Regions from separate parts of the Oryctolagus cuniculus genome. Here region 2 is linked to region 1. A link is a contact called in public Micro-C data. All regions are on one chromosome and are shown on one strand. Each heading gives the region's core, a stretch centred on a gene start, on an enhancer-like site or on the middle of the called end of the contact. The rest is flanking DNA. Distances are from core to core; before and after follow the strand shown.

The links. Hi-C and Micro-C count contacts between places; a contact is called where the count stands out from the background.
Region 2: a Micro-C map of ear pinna shows a contact between it and region 1, with 7 times the contacts expected there. The contact joins the promoter of WASL here to the promoter of NDUFA5 in region 1. A contact is called at or near these places in 2 of 6 Hi-C or Micro-C datasets (ear pinna and psoas muscle).

What each region holds. Positions count from the first base shown.
Region 1 is chr3:159,788,335-159,795,483 of mOryCun1.1, reverse strand. NDUFA5 (NADH:ubiquinone oxidoreductase subunit A5) reads left to right here and starts at 3,358. Exons shown (of 5, transcript XM_002712094.5): 1 at 3,358-4,540; 2 at 4,841-4,885. The coding sequence starts at 4,442.
Region 2 is chr3:159,981,994-159,989,142 of mOryCun1.1, reverse strand. It overlaps WASL (WASP like actin nucleation promoting factor), which reads left to right and starts at 2,834. Exons shown (of 11, transcript XM_002712090.5): 1 at 2,834-3,362. The coding sequence starts at 3,240.

The sequences.
Region 1 (7,149 bases), core at 2,109-4,608:
GGATTTTCCATATAGGTACCAGGGATACAGGTACTTGAGCTTTTACTTGCCGTCTCACAGGGTGCACATTAGCAGAAAGCTGAATGGGAAATGGAGGTGAGACTCTATCCTAAGCACTTGGGCCTGGGATGCAGGCAACTCAAGCAGTGGCTTAATCCTCAATCCTCTATGTCACAACTCTTGCTCCAACTAATCTTTTCATTCCATTTCCCCACAAACTTTTGGCAGTCCCCTTGCACATATGTGAGCATGTGCAGGTGTGTGTGTATGTACATTATATATATTCTACTGGCTGAGGTGTCTGTGTCTAAGCGAGGGGTGGGGACTTTGTAGGCAGGTGTAAAGACTTTGGCTTTTACACTTGAGTGAAAAAAATCCAATGAGGATTTTGAGCAAAGTGCTGTGGAAAAGGTTTGTTATAGCTCCTGGGTTGAGAATAATCATAGTGAAACAGTTAAGTTGATAGCAATTAAATGTGTGGTGTTATGTTTTGGGTACTGAGCCAGCCATTTTGCCCATATTAAGTCTCTTAATGTATCCTGGAGAAGGAGGCAAGAAAGATAGCAAGGAGAACTTTAGGGTATTCATTTTTAAAACTGATTTACAGAAATTCCTTACATATTCTAAGCACCATTTATCTTTGGGTTATTATATGTGGTTGCAAATGCCTCTTCCCAGCCTATGGGTTGTTTTATTATTTAAGTTGCATCTTTGATTATTCAGAAGTTTAAAGTGTTAATGCAGTCACAATCATCAATCTTTTTATTGATGGTTTTTCTTTCATTTTTTTTTAGACTCTTGCACTTGGCCTTTCTGCCCCTACACTTGCCACACTCAGACATATTCTTTGCATTGCCAATGATGTGACATCTATGTAAATATCAATCTCAATCCCAGTGCTCCCTGTTTAAAACCCTTAGAGAAGTGCCTATGGCTATATGACACTCATCATTCAGTGATCTGTAGGTGGGCTCTGTGAGATTGTAGTAAGGGCCATTTATTTGTATACACAGATGAAACTTGCACATTTTACCTCGCGGCTCATCTACTGAGGCCCAAGGTTAAAGACTGCATTCTGACCTGTCTCCAGAGGACCTCTCTGGGCACCTTTTCTTGCATTTTTCCCACTCCCAGAGAATTATTACTCCTGTTATATTTACTTGCTTTCTCAAAAGCATCTGCTGTTCATACCACAGGGTCGGAACCCATTTTTGATGGGGTTTTAGCCCAAATTTGAAGTCCAAATTATCTTTCTTTTGTTGCTTGTGCTTTTAGTATTATTGCTAAGAAGCCACTACCTAACCCAGGATTATAAAATTTCCAGTAGTTTTTTTTTTTTTTTGACAGGCAGAGTGGACAGTAAGAGAGAAAGACAGAGAGAAAGGTCTTCCTTTGCCGTTAGTTCACCCTCCAATGGCCCCCGCGGCCGGCGCACTGCAGCCAGCTCACTGCGCTGATCCGAAGCCAGGAGCCAGGTACTTCTCCTGGTCTCCCATGGGGTGCAGGGCCCAAGGACTTGGGCCATCCTCCACTGCACTCCCTGGCCACAGCAGAGAGCTGGCCTGGAAGAGGGGCAACCGGGACAGAATCCGGCGCCCCAACCGGGACTAGAACCCGGTGTGCCGGCGCCACAAGATGGAGGATTAGCCTAGTGAGCCATGGCGCTGGCCTCCAGTAGTTTTTCTTAGGGCTTTTATTCTAAGAGTTTTATTGTTTTAGCTCTGGCCATAGACCTGTGTTCCATTCTAAATTATTTTTATGGTGGGTGATGTGGGATGGGGTGGTCCAGCTTCAATCTCTTGCACATGGCTATCCAGTTTTCCCAGCACCAGTTGCCGAAAAAATGTTTTTCCATTGACTTATTCCAGCTCCCTCTTGAAAATCAAAGTTAAGATTTATTTTTGGACTCTAAATGTTCTATTGATCTGAATGTCAGTCTTTTGCTAATACCACACTATCTTGAGTAATACATTTTGGTAGTAATGTTTGAGATATGGAAGTAAAAGTCTTCCAGCTTTGTTCTTTTTTCAAATTTGTTTTTGGTCATTCTTGGTCATGTACATACTGAGCTATTAACCACCTACAAGCCAAGAGAAAAGGCCTCAGCAACCGATCTATCTTATCTTTGAACTATCTATCTTGAACTTTGACATCCCAGGATCTAGAACTATGAGAAATAAATTTCTGTAGTTTAAACACCACTTTCTATTGTACTTTGTAATGGTAGCCTGAGCTGGTCTTGGCTATATTAATGCACCCTTTCTGAGTTTATTTAATAGTTTTTGTGTGTATTTTTTTAATATTTCTATATTCAAGGTCCTTCATTATGAGTGGAGATAGTTTTACTTCTTTCCATTTATTCTAAATCTCTCCATATTCCCTCCATTTTCAGAACTGCCTGATTGCCCTAGCAAAAACTTCCAATACAATGTTAAATAGAAATGGCTAGAGTTGACATCTTTGCCTTGTTACTGATCTTATGAGGAAGGAATTCAGCATTTCCACCTTAAGTGTGATGTTAACTGTGAGATTTTCTTAAATTCTTCTTATTAGGTTGAAGACTTTTCTGTTTCTAATTGGTTGGTTGCTTTTATCATGAAAGGGCATTGGTTTTGTCAAATGCTGCTTTGCATCTACTGAAATAATCATAAAGTTTTTGTCCTTTATTCTATTAAATGGTACACTATATTAATTCATTTTTGGATGTTAAACCAACCTTTATTCTTATAATAAATCCCACTTGATCATGGTGCACAATTCTTTTTCATATATTGCGGAACTTAGTTCGCCATATTTTTTAAGGATTTTTGTGTCTATTCATATGGGATATTGTTCTGAAGTTCTCTTGTGATCTCTTTGGTTGGTATCGGAATAATACTTGCCATATAGAAGGAAATATTTCCTCCTTTTCTATATTTTGGAATAACTCCTGAAAGAGTATTTGTTGACTGTTTTTTGGTGGAATTATCCAGTGAACTATCTGGACCTGGGCTTTTTTTTTGCACCCACCAAAAAACTATCCAGTTTTTTCCTTGCTAATACAATCTCTTTACTCATTGTAGATCTATTCAGATTTTCTATTTCTTTTTGAATTGTATACATAGTTTGTGTCTTTCTAGGAATTTATTTTACCTATAATATCTAATTTGTTAACATACAGTTGTTTGCAGTATTGCTTCTTATTCTTGTTCATTTCTATAAAGTCATGAATGATGGCTCTTTATTCTTGACAGTAGTGAGTCTTGTTTTTTTTCTAAAGGTATTGTCGACCTTTTCCAAGAATCAATGTCTGGTTTTACTGATTTTTCTCCATTAAAACATTTATTTATGCTCTAATCATTATTTCTTTTGCTCTGCTTTTCATTTAGTTTTCTTTTTCTAATTTCATGTCCCTAATCTTGCCCTCTTTCCCAACTCTTCCTCCTCAACTGTTACCAGTCATTTGTGTACCTGAAACATGAATTTGATATCACTCAGATATTTAAAATATTCTAATTGTTCTCATTTCTTAGAGAGTAAATTACAAAATCTGTAGGCCATTCATGACCTTAAGCAGTTTACCTTATCACATCTTTCCACTCACATCAAACCACCTGCAGTCATAGTGTACATTCTATCTGTCCCAATGTTCCTGTGTTGTTTGAATTTGTTGCGCTTTTCTCCTACTTAGAAAAATTCCTCGTTTTACTTGTCACCCACCATCTTCGGTTGGTTATTGCCTTTTCCTCGCGACCACACATTTCTTTTAGAACACTTACTAAGCCGTTCATTGATACAGATCTTCATTCTGTGGATCCCGGAGTGTGAGATCCCGCTTTACAGATTCCATCCCGGAAACGTGCAGATAGGGGGCGCTCAATCGCTGGTGTGGTATCGCGTCCGCTGGGAAAACGAGACAATGGAAGATGTACTGCAGCCAGGGAAGCCGCAAATAATCACCGGGCAGCGCCCCACACTGCATGCTGCTTCGGTTCCTAAGACTGAGGATACAGACAAGGAGCACTTTGGTCGATGTGAATTCAGCTCCACTACTGCTCACCTTCTTTAAAAAATGATTTAATTATTTATTTGAAATCAACTAAGGGAGGTTGAAGTCGCCAAAGGCTAAGCAGAGTGCAGGTGTCTACAGCGACTGCATCGGAGATACTTTTGGTAGTCTGGAGTGTTTCCCTCAACTTTGGGCAAGCCAACAGCCTTAGTAGGGACAGGGCCGAGACATAACACAGGTTAACACACGACCCTCCCGCCAACGGTCCCCAAGCCGAGCGTGGCCCCTAGTGTATTCATTGCGGGTGCGTCAATTTTCTTCTTTTGGGATTTGTGGGGCACAGCGTTTTGCTCTTTCGGAGATCTGGAGTAAGCGAAACCAGTTTCCAAGGTGTCGGAGAGGCGGCTTCCGCGGTCGATTGAGCAGGTCTGAGCGAGGTTTCCATAAGGCTGCATGTTCTCGGCTCCTCGATTGAGCAAGTCTGAGCCAGTTTCCCAGAAGGCTGTGCGTTCTCGGCTTCTCGGCTCAGCCATGGCTGGTTTGCTGAAGAAGGTGAGACAAATGGAGGTCACTTTGGGAATTGAGGGTGTCAGCCTGGCTTCAGCCTGACAGCCCGTTGCCCCGGGGGTGCGGGCTGAGTGCTGAGGTTTGGGGTTTTGTCCACGCACTGTTCTCGGGGTGATCAGGCTGGGGACTCTGCGCGGAGACGCGGAACTTTGCGAAGAGGCTTGCCCGACGGGCAGCGGGCTTAGACCAGGTTTAGCCTGGGAGTCGCGGTTTTGCAGCTCCGTCGCGTGGTGGACGCGTGGAAACCACAGTAAACAGCATGAATCGTGTTTTGTTTTTGAACAGACCACTGGCCTTGTGGGATTGGCTGTATGTGAAAGTCCACACGAGGTAGGTACTTTTTTTTTTTTTTTTTTTTTCTAATCCTCAAGTTCCCAAGGAAGATTGGAGCCCTGTGACCTTGTGTGTTGCAGCGTTAACCGGATACGGATATTTCAAACCCCAAACTACAACCCGCTCTTCAGGGCAAGAGCGTGATCCGATGCACCGCCTTTCCTGCAGACTCTTTGTTAAACTGTATTTCTAGAGATGTTTTTTTCCCCCTTGGTTTCTTGTAGCTTCTCTCTTGTCAGCGCCCTCCTAAATCTGTATCTTTCTTTTCTCTTTTTGATTTTAAAGATGTATTTACTGGAAAGGCAGTTACAGAGATAGGTCTGCCATCCTCTGGTGCGCTCCCCAAATGGCCCCAACTGCAGGAGCTGAAGCCAGGAGCTCCATCGGGGGCCCAAACACTTGGGTCATCCTTGCTTGTCTCCCAGGTGCGTTAGCAGGGAGCTCGACTGAACGTGGAGCAGCAGGTACTGAGACCTGAGCCCCATGGGGTGCTGGCCCCATTTCTGTATTTCCTCCTTTTTCATTTGTCTCATTGTGTCTGCGTGGGTGGTGTAGATGGTGTGCCTTTACCCTTGTACTGGGTCGTCTTTCTAATCAGCATTGAGGAAAGCTTCCATCAAAAAGGAAGCTCCTTTAAATCTTCTCCAATAACCACTCCATTTCTCTCCTTTTTATACTTATTCTCTCCAATTTTTTACTTCTCCTGGAATGCACTTTTAAGGTCACTGATAATTTTCTTTGTGCCAGTCTAGTGGTCAGCTGCTTACATTTCTCATCTTAATGGATCCAGTGGCAGCATTGACACATTTGGTGCTCTCTGTCAAGCACTTTGTTGGATGTCAAGATTATTCAGTTTCCTGTTGTGAACCCCCTGTCTTTAGTTTTCTGCTTTTCTGGTTAGTCCTCATATCCTTATTTATTTATTTATACTTACTGAGAGGCACAGAGAGAGATACCCGTGCGTGTGCGCGTGTGCACACACACACACACACACACACACATCTTCATCTTACATCTGCTGGTTAATTCCCCAAATGCCCGGGAGCTGGGAACTTAGTCCAGGTCTCACATGTAGGTGGTGGGGATCCAAGTACTTGAGCCCTCACCTGCTGCTCAGGGTGCACATTAGCAGGAAGTCAGAATCCAGATGGAGCTGGGACTCTGTTAAGGGATGCAGGCAGTCTCAAGCAGCTGCATCTCTTTTTTTCTTTCTTTTTTTTTTGACAGAGTGGACAGTGAGAGAGAGAGACAGAGAGAAAGGTCTTCTTTTACCGTTGGTTCACCCTCCAATGGCCATTGTGGCCGGCACACCGCGCTGATCCGAAGCCAGGAGCTAGGTGCTTCTGATCTCCCATGCAGGTGCAGGGCCCAAGGACCTGGGCCATCCTCCACTGCACTCCTGGGCCACAGCAGAGAGCTGGCCTGGAAGAGGGGCAACCAGGACAGAGTCCGGTGCCCGACCGGGACTAGAACCTGGTGTGCCAGTGCCGCAAGGCGGAGGATTAGCCTAGTGAGCCGCGGCGCTGGCCAAGCAGCTGCATCTTAACCACTGTACCATATGTCCTTTCCTATCACGGTTTTTAATTTTGTTGTTTTTCAAGATTTAGTTCTTGATTTGGGGAGTGAACAGGTAGATGGAAGATACCTCTGTGTGTGTCTCGCCTTCTCTCTATAACTCTGATTTTCAAATAAATAAATTTATTTAGTTTTGTTTTCTATTCCTGATAGGACTGATTCTAATGATTTTAAGTACCATCTATACACTTGTCACTCTTAGATTTCCATATCAAATACTGACCTCTCAGTTTATCAAAGTCTTGTATATTTAACTGATTAGTGCACATCTGCACTTGGATGTCAGACAGGCAACCCAAACTTTGTCCAAAATGGGGTCTTTGATCTTTTCCTTAAAATCTGCTTTTCCCTCAAGTTCATTCAGCCAAGTGAATTGCAAGTCCATTCTTTTGACCCAAGTCAAAAACTTTGAAATTATTTTGGATTCTTTCCTTTATTTCACATTCTGTATGTAGAACTGCAGTAAATCCTGGAGATTCTACCTTCAACATATATCCAGATTTTTGACCATGACTCACCACCTCTCTGGTATTATAATCTGCTCTGCTACCATCATCAGTGCTGTGGGTTTTCTCATCCAGTTTCTGCCTCTAACTCTTGTTATCTGCCTCAGTTAGTGTTTTTTCATCCAGGCCACCAGACATTCTGCTAAAATGTAAGTCAGGTCATGCCGCTCCTTTCCTTAA
Region 2 (7,149 bases), core at 1,585-4,084, 190 kb before region 1:
AGGCTTCTATCTTAACGGATCACAGCAAAGAAATAAAGTTTTAGAACAGGTTCTAGTTGAGGCAAGGAGTTATGTGGAAGAAATTAAATGCAAGAATTGCCTTATGTATATGTCATGTACATATTTTAATATAGCATATATGTTTTATATGTATATGAAGATAAAGTCCTCACAGTCTTCTTAACCTGGCTTACAAACTTCAAGCTACTTCCAGATGAAGTGAAATCAAATGCTTATTTCCTGGATTAAATCCAACCCCTGAAACTGGGTAAAAAGAATTTGAGATAAGAATATAATTTGCCAAAGAAAACAAAGTTGAAAGATGTCTTGTGTTCTGCCAAACAGAGGATATGCTATCAAGAATGAAAGGCAGAAAGGACTTGCTAGAACTTTTGAAATAAATATAGCCGGCACTTCTTGATCTCAGGGTAAACGTGGAAAAATAGAATCCTTTATGCATGATAAGGGGGAAACCCTAAGTGTTGCCTGTTCACATGCTCAAACGAGTAAGGAAGTCCTATTTCCAATGAAACCTTCATGCTTACACTTTCCATATTTGCAGAATATCAAGGAGTTGGAAAAAGCCCAATGAAAAGCAAAATATAACATTGAAGAAAATAAAAGCTTAAAGTGCAGTTTTATGAACTTTGGGCTAAGGAAAAATTAAAGAAACTGGGCCTGAGGAAAAAGGGCTAAGGAAAAATTAAAGAAACTGGGCTTGAGGAAAAAAGTCTATGATGATCTTAATTTTCAATCTTAAGAAATCTAAATAAAATTGAACAAGGGTTAATAGAAAATTGCATTTGGGTAAGACAAATATTTTTGGAAGAAATAAAGCAATTTAAACTGCAGTCTGGGAATATAAGAGGTTGAAAGACTACCAAAACTAAAAATACTGTGATCTACACATTTTAAAAGCTGATATTGTAGCATAAAAATTCTTTCAGTTTTTATTAATTACAAGTGAACAGGATTCCTAGATTTATAGTTTTTCAATGTTTTGCTATATTGGCATACTGGGGTATACTATCCTGCCAACAAAGAGAAAATGCTCCAAATTTACCATCATATATTTGGAGATTTTGTAGAGTTGTAAATTCTAAGGATAGCTTTTAGGGTTAGACAGAACAAAGGTAAAACAATATATTTTCATTCAACTTGAGCCTTTAGCCAAAGGAGAATAGAATAGACGATAGGCAAGGACAGTAAGTGACAACTAATACTTGAGTACTCACTACATGTAAGTTCCTTATATGTGCTATCATATTTTGCAACTTGGAAATAGGTGCAATTTCAATACTTACACTACACCTTTACGAAACAAATCGTTTTCATTTTATGGATGAGGAAATAGACTTACAGAAGTTAACTTGTCCAAAGTTCCATAAAGTTCTAAGAGGCTTAACAGGAACTGCCACTTAAAGTATACCTGAAGTCTGTACTTTTAGTATTAAACTTATTTACAGGTTCAAAAACATAAGGGTTTTGGTGTCTATCACTTCCCAGTAACTTTAACAGCTTGCTGCTGTTACTCTGCTTTCCACCTGTAGCTGCATTTGTGATCAAAGACAAAATAGCACCCAGGTTTATCTTCTGTGATTCAGAGGTAACTCCGGATCTACATTTCCACTACTGTCCTTTTAAACTACTTTATGAACAGTTACCCCTCCATTTTTCTATAACATTATTAATCAAGGTCAAGTTTGAAATATCCACATATTATATGAAAATCTCCAAGGTGTAACGCCCTCATTTCCTTTTGCAGATTTATAACTGCTCAATTTTACTAGACCATCTTTAACCATAAATTTTCCTAATATTTCCCAAGTGCACTGATAATGGTTTATTCATCTACTTAATACATTGGGGATTTCTATGGGAAGTTACCAGAGCCACTAAAATCAAATAGCTTTATCAAAGTTTGTCTTAGGAAGATGTCTTCACATACCACTTTTTTTTTTTTTTATTGAAACTGAGAATTAGCAAACACATTAAAGTGTGTGCACAAATGCGGATACGTTTAACGTGGAGGTCAGACGCACGATTCATTGTTCCCCGTGGACCAGTTTTACCATTTCCATATTTCAAAATTTCCTCTCACAACAGTTGTGGAGCATATAAGCTTACTGAATAAAGGGGGTTATCCCAGACAACTTACAACATTTCTGCACACACATCAGCTCGAGGTTTACCTCTAAGAATTTAACCAGGTAAGGCGTTTTCCGGCCGTGACTTCTCAAAATGAGAAACAATACAAGAACTCTGGGTAGATACAATACAAGAACTTTGGGGTTCCAAAGAAAGAGAAAAAGATGGGGGGATTATCTCCCAATTCACGGAGTGGTTGTAAGTTCAGGGTCCTTGAAAGACAGAACTCGAATTTAAATGGTACACATCCTAGAGCATTTATCGCACGTGACAAGCGAGCCAGGGGGGCGGCGGAAGCGTTTTCTAAGCGCGTTTGGAGACTTGCCCGCATCAAGATGCGTTTCAGGAACGCAGGGAGAGAGGCCTGCGTCTCCGCTCCCTCTGGGGAAGTCGGGTCGGGAGTGTGCACCTGCGGCTCAGCCCCAAGCCGGCGGCACGCGCGCCCAACTGTCCCCTCCAGATTCCAGACCTTTCTGACAGGCGGCGTGCGCGTCCCACTTCCGCCACTGAGAAAGGACGCTTCGCAAGGTGCGCACCCTCAGAAGAGAGGGCGGCGGACCACCGCGGTAGCGGATCCTCATCCTCTCCTCAGTCCCTGGTACCCAAAGGCCACAGGCCGGAGCCAGGTCCGGGAGCCGAGCCCCACCAGCCCCCGCGCGGCCGGAAAGGGGCGGGGCTTCGGCCGGCGCGGCGAGGCCTGCCCCGGAGTGGGGGGGTTCCTCCCGCGTTTCCGGCGCGCTCCCCCGCGCCCTGCGTACTGTGGTCTCGCCCGCCCCTGCTGCCATGTTGGATTGTGCGGCCGCCGCCGGCGCCGCAGGAGGCTTGTAGGAGGAGTTGGGAGTTTAGCGCAGTCGCCGGAGTGCGAGGACAACGACCATCGGGCCTAAGCCTAGCCGGGCTGGAGCTGGGAGCGTCCTTTCCTCCGCGCGGCCCGCCGTCAGCTCCTCCTCCTCCTCCCCGCGCCGGAGGAGCCTCGAGATGCTGCGCTGGTGACTCCGCTGCTTCTCGCCCCTGTCACTGAGAAGGGGGGACGAGCGTGGCCCACTCACCGGAGGACACGGCCCTGGACTCTCATCCCCGCCGGCGCAACCATGAGCTCCGGGCAGCAGCAGCAGCAGCCGCCGCCGCCGCGGAGGGTCACCAACGTGGGGTCCCTGCTGCTCACCCCGCAGGAGAACGAGTCCCTGTTCACGTTCCTCGGCAAGAAATGTGTGGTCAGTGGTCGAGAACTGCGTCGCTACCTTCGACGTTGCCCGCCGGGGGCCTGGGCTTGGGGACCGGGAAGGAGGCGCGAGTGGCGCGGGGAAAGAGTCCCGCCGCGAGCCAGGCCTCCCGCGGCCGGCGCCCTCGCCCTGCTCCCTGGGTGCGGGCCGGGGCAGCCGGACGCCGTCTCCGGAGCTGCCCGAGAACAAGGGAGTGTCACCTCCGCGGCCCTTCCGCGGCCCGCGCCCTGGCTGCCGGTTCCAACTTTACTCTCAGAGCGCCCGAGCCCCTGACGCTCAGAAAGGGGACCACCCCTGTTCTGCCCTCGCGTCACCTCCTGTGTGGAACCCGGGCGTCCCTTTCCTAACAATGCCAGAGGTTTGGGGAGTGGGTAGGTCTCGGGGAGTGGAGCCCCTTGCAGATTGCAGCAGGGAGTGGATGGAGTGCAGGTTCCTGGGAACTCCAGGATCAGAACAGGGGCAGGAAGCGCTGCTGCTCCCCAGTGCACAGAAGCAGGGTTTATTTCCACAGCAGCCTCGCCTAGGCCTGGTTTCTAATCTCCTCCCCACTGATTTTTTTATTTTTGCATTTGTAGGAGCGGGTGCTGTTCTCCCCGCAGCCTTGCGCACGGAAACCTCGATCTCTAGTAGTTCTTGGCCTTTGGGGCCGAGAGTGGTTCTTAGGCTGGTGCTGTGCGGCCGGTTCCAACCCCAGATGGCCGGTTGGGAGCAAGGAAGGGGCAGGGTGCTGTGGGAAGGAGAATGTGTGTTGTTGACGGAAGCATTCATTACATTGGCTGCTGGCACTTCTGGGGGTGGGGAGGTTCTGCTCCGTGGTATAGGCCTTGTGTCGGGATCTTTCTGCGGTGCCTGGCTTGAGCTGCAGTCAGTGCTGGCTGGGACCCTTTCTCCCTGCTTGCTGGCACCTGCAGAGTTTGCGCTGGAACCCAGGAAACACCCACGGAAATTTCAACAGGGTAGTGTCACTCTGTCACCCTCTTTAGGCATGTTAAGAGATGCCAAACCAGATTGCACCTGTTTGTTTAAAAAGTTAGGGTTAAACAGTTTCTGGAAAGTTACCAGATTAAGTGTTAACTTTATTAGAGGCTCCTCTTTATATCTTGTGCCACACAGTTGGAGACTGAATCATTCCATTCAGTTTTAGGGGTATTTCGTATTTCTGGATGTAGATCTTAAAGAACATGGAGTTTACTGATCGAATGATCAGAATGAAGGACAGAAGGGCGGCTCAGAATCACATTTTTGTGAAACAACTTTAAATATAATTAACTTCCTCCTCGCCCACACAATTTTGTAAACAAATGGGAAAACTTAGCCACTGAGCACCAAGTCACACAACCATTTGGTAATGTAACTGGAACTAGAAAACCAGGACTCCTGGTGCTTAGGCCCATTTTACTTTCCACTACATCATGTTGTTTTAGTTAGAAGAGGATCTTTTTTTTTTCTCCTTACTGTTTTGTTTGTAAAAGTGATGCTAAAGGAATCACCAGTTCATTCTTTATTGTCAGAAACTAAGAAAAAATGCAGGATTTCTAAAGCAGCACTATTTTTCTTTTTACTTTTTTTTCAGTTTACACTCTCCAGCTCTTTGTTATCTGTAAATGAACAAAAAATCCACTTTGCTGGTTTATTACATATGTTGGATAATCTGTATCCAAAAGGAAGTAGTTGTACATGTTTTACATACCAGACATACTAAAACTTTAGGTAGGAAGCATATTACACATATTATACACAAGTATACTGACAAATTGCTCTGTGCTTTCCTATAATGTTTACTGGGTTCAAAAAAATGACATATGTGGAACATATCCTGATAAGAGAAAGATAGTATTGCTCACTGGGTAGCATAAGCAGATTGTCGAATAGGCTGTCAGTAGTCAGTGCTCAATTTCTCTATGCCATCTTTTATTAATCAGCTTTACCTTTTGAATTTCTGTCATTTAAAACCACACTTGTTACAGTTGCCTGTTCTTGTGGAATGAAATTGTCAGGAAGATTAACTTTAAAATGTAAAGTCCCCAGGTGATAGGGAGTAACATTGAGAATAATAGTTTAAATTTTTGCAATAATCTTTTTTCCCTTTACTGATTATACAGTCTTTTGTAGTGTAAAACAGTACTTTCATACATTTTTACAATAAATCCAGCAATAAGGTTTACAGGTCAGACCAAATGTATTAGGCAAGAAGTTTATTGAGAGCTCTAAGAATTCAAGAAATGAACCAGACTTTCTCTCTCTCTCTCTGTCTCTGTCTCTCTCTCTCTCTCTCTCTCAGAGCTTCATTCCTTCTTAGATTCAACAAGCATGTGTTGGGTAACTAAATGTTGAGGTCAAAATCGGGGTTGTGCTTGCCCTCAGGGAGCTTGGTGTTCTAAAAAGGAAACAAACGTATAAACTGATGAGTAAGTCAGTAGTTCAGAGTGATGTTTAAGAAGCTGCATGCCACAGTGGAAAACACCTTGACTTTGTAGTCAGCAAACTTTGGTCACTTTAGAAAGTTTCTTAAGCTTCCTGTTGCAGGTTTCATGGGAATAGGGCATGTGGATTAGGAGGACACTGCGTGTAAATATGTAGAAACTGTCTAATAAAAGTTTAGGGGATCAGAAGAGAGGATAGTGAGAGAAAGGATGAGTAAAAGCCAAACGTGAATATTTGAGATGATAGTTTTCCAGGTCAGTGAGAGGCATGAGATAGCTTGGGAAGTTAGGATAGTTGCTGATAGTTTGTTGCTGGAGCTATAAGGATTTCTGCTTGGCTTCTCAAATTTAGATATGCATTGGAACCATGGTGGAGGTTGTTAGGAAAGCTTATGGCTGGGGCCAATTTCTAGATAAATTCACTGAGTCTGGGGTGGAGGTTGGGCATTTCTGTTTTTAGAAAGCTTAAAGGAAGTCTAATATGTTTTACAATTTGAAACCCACTGGTGAAGTCCACTGTTTCTGATACAGTAATCCTAGAAACATTAGATGTTATATTGGAAAAGTAACAGTGAAAATGCTAATGAATTTTCCCCTCCATCTTTAGCCTATATTTTGTGAGTCAAGTTTAATTTAAAACAAGTTCTTTCAGCACAGCATTTCTCTGATTCCTTAAGATATCAGAAATGTGCATTTCATAGCTTTGAGAGGAAGTATTGCACTAATAAGTGGGGAAACCACAAGATCAGATTTGATTTTTAGAAGTTTTGAGGGGAATGGTGGAGGCAGTATAGAAGGTGGATTGAGGATTGTGAGAGTGGAGACAGAGGAGATTAGAGGGGTATTTACAGTTGTTCACATGAAATACCTTGAGAGCCTGAGTAAGGCAGTACTGGTGGAAGTTCAAGGACAATTAGAAGGTCTCCAACAGAACCTAGTCTTACCTAGATAGAGTGAGGGAAGGGTATTGTGATAAAGATAGGTGTTACAACCTACAGAAAAACTGCAGAAATACATGTCTCAATTGCTGGACATATGCCTACATGTAAGGGACACTCAGGATTGGTGATTGCTTTCATGGAGAAAGTGAATTTTCAGAAAATTTTATTGTTTTGCCACAGTTTTTAAAAATAGAATTAGTGGAAATTGAGCTTTCTTTTGAAGTTATATGTAAGTATACGTTATATATTTTCACAAAAATACATAGTTTTAATGCTGTTCATTAACTTGTAGTATTTTTTTCCCTTTTAAAACATTGTGGTTATCTTACTGTCCATGATTACTTTCTTTTTTTTCTTTTTTCTTTTTTGACAGGCAGAGTGGACAGTGAGAGAGAGAGACAGAGAGAAAGGTCT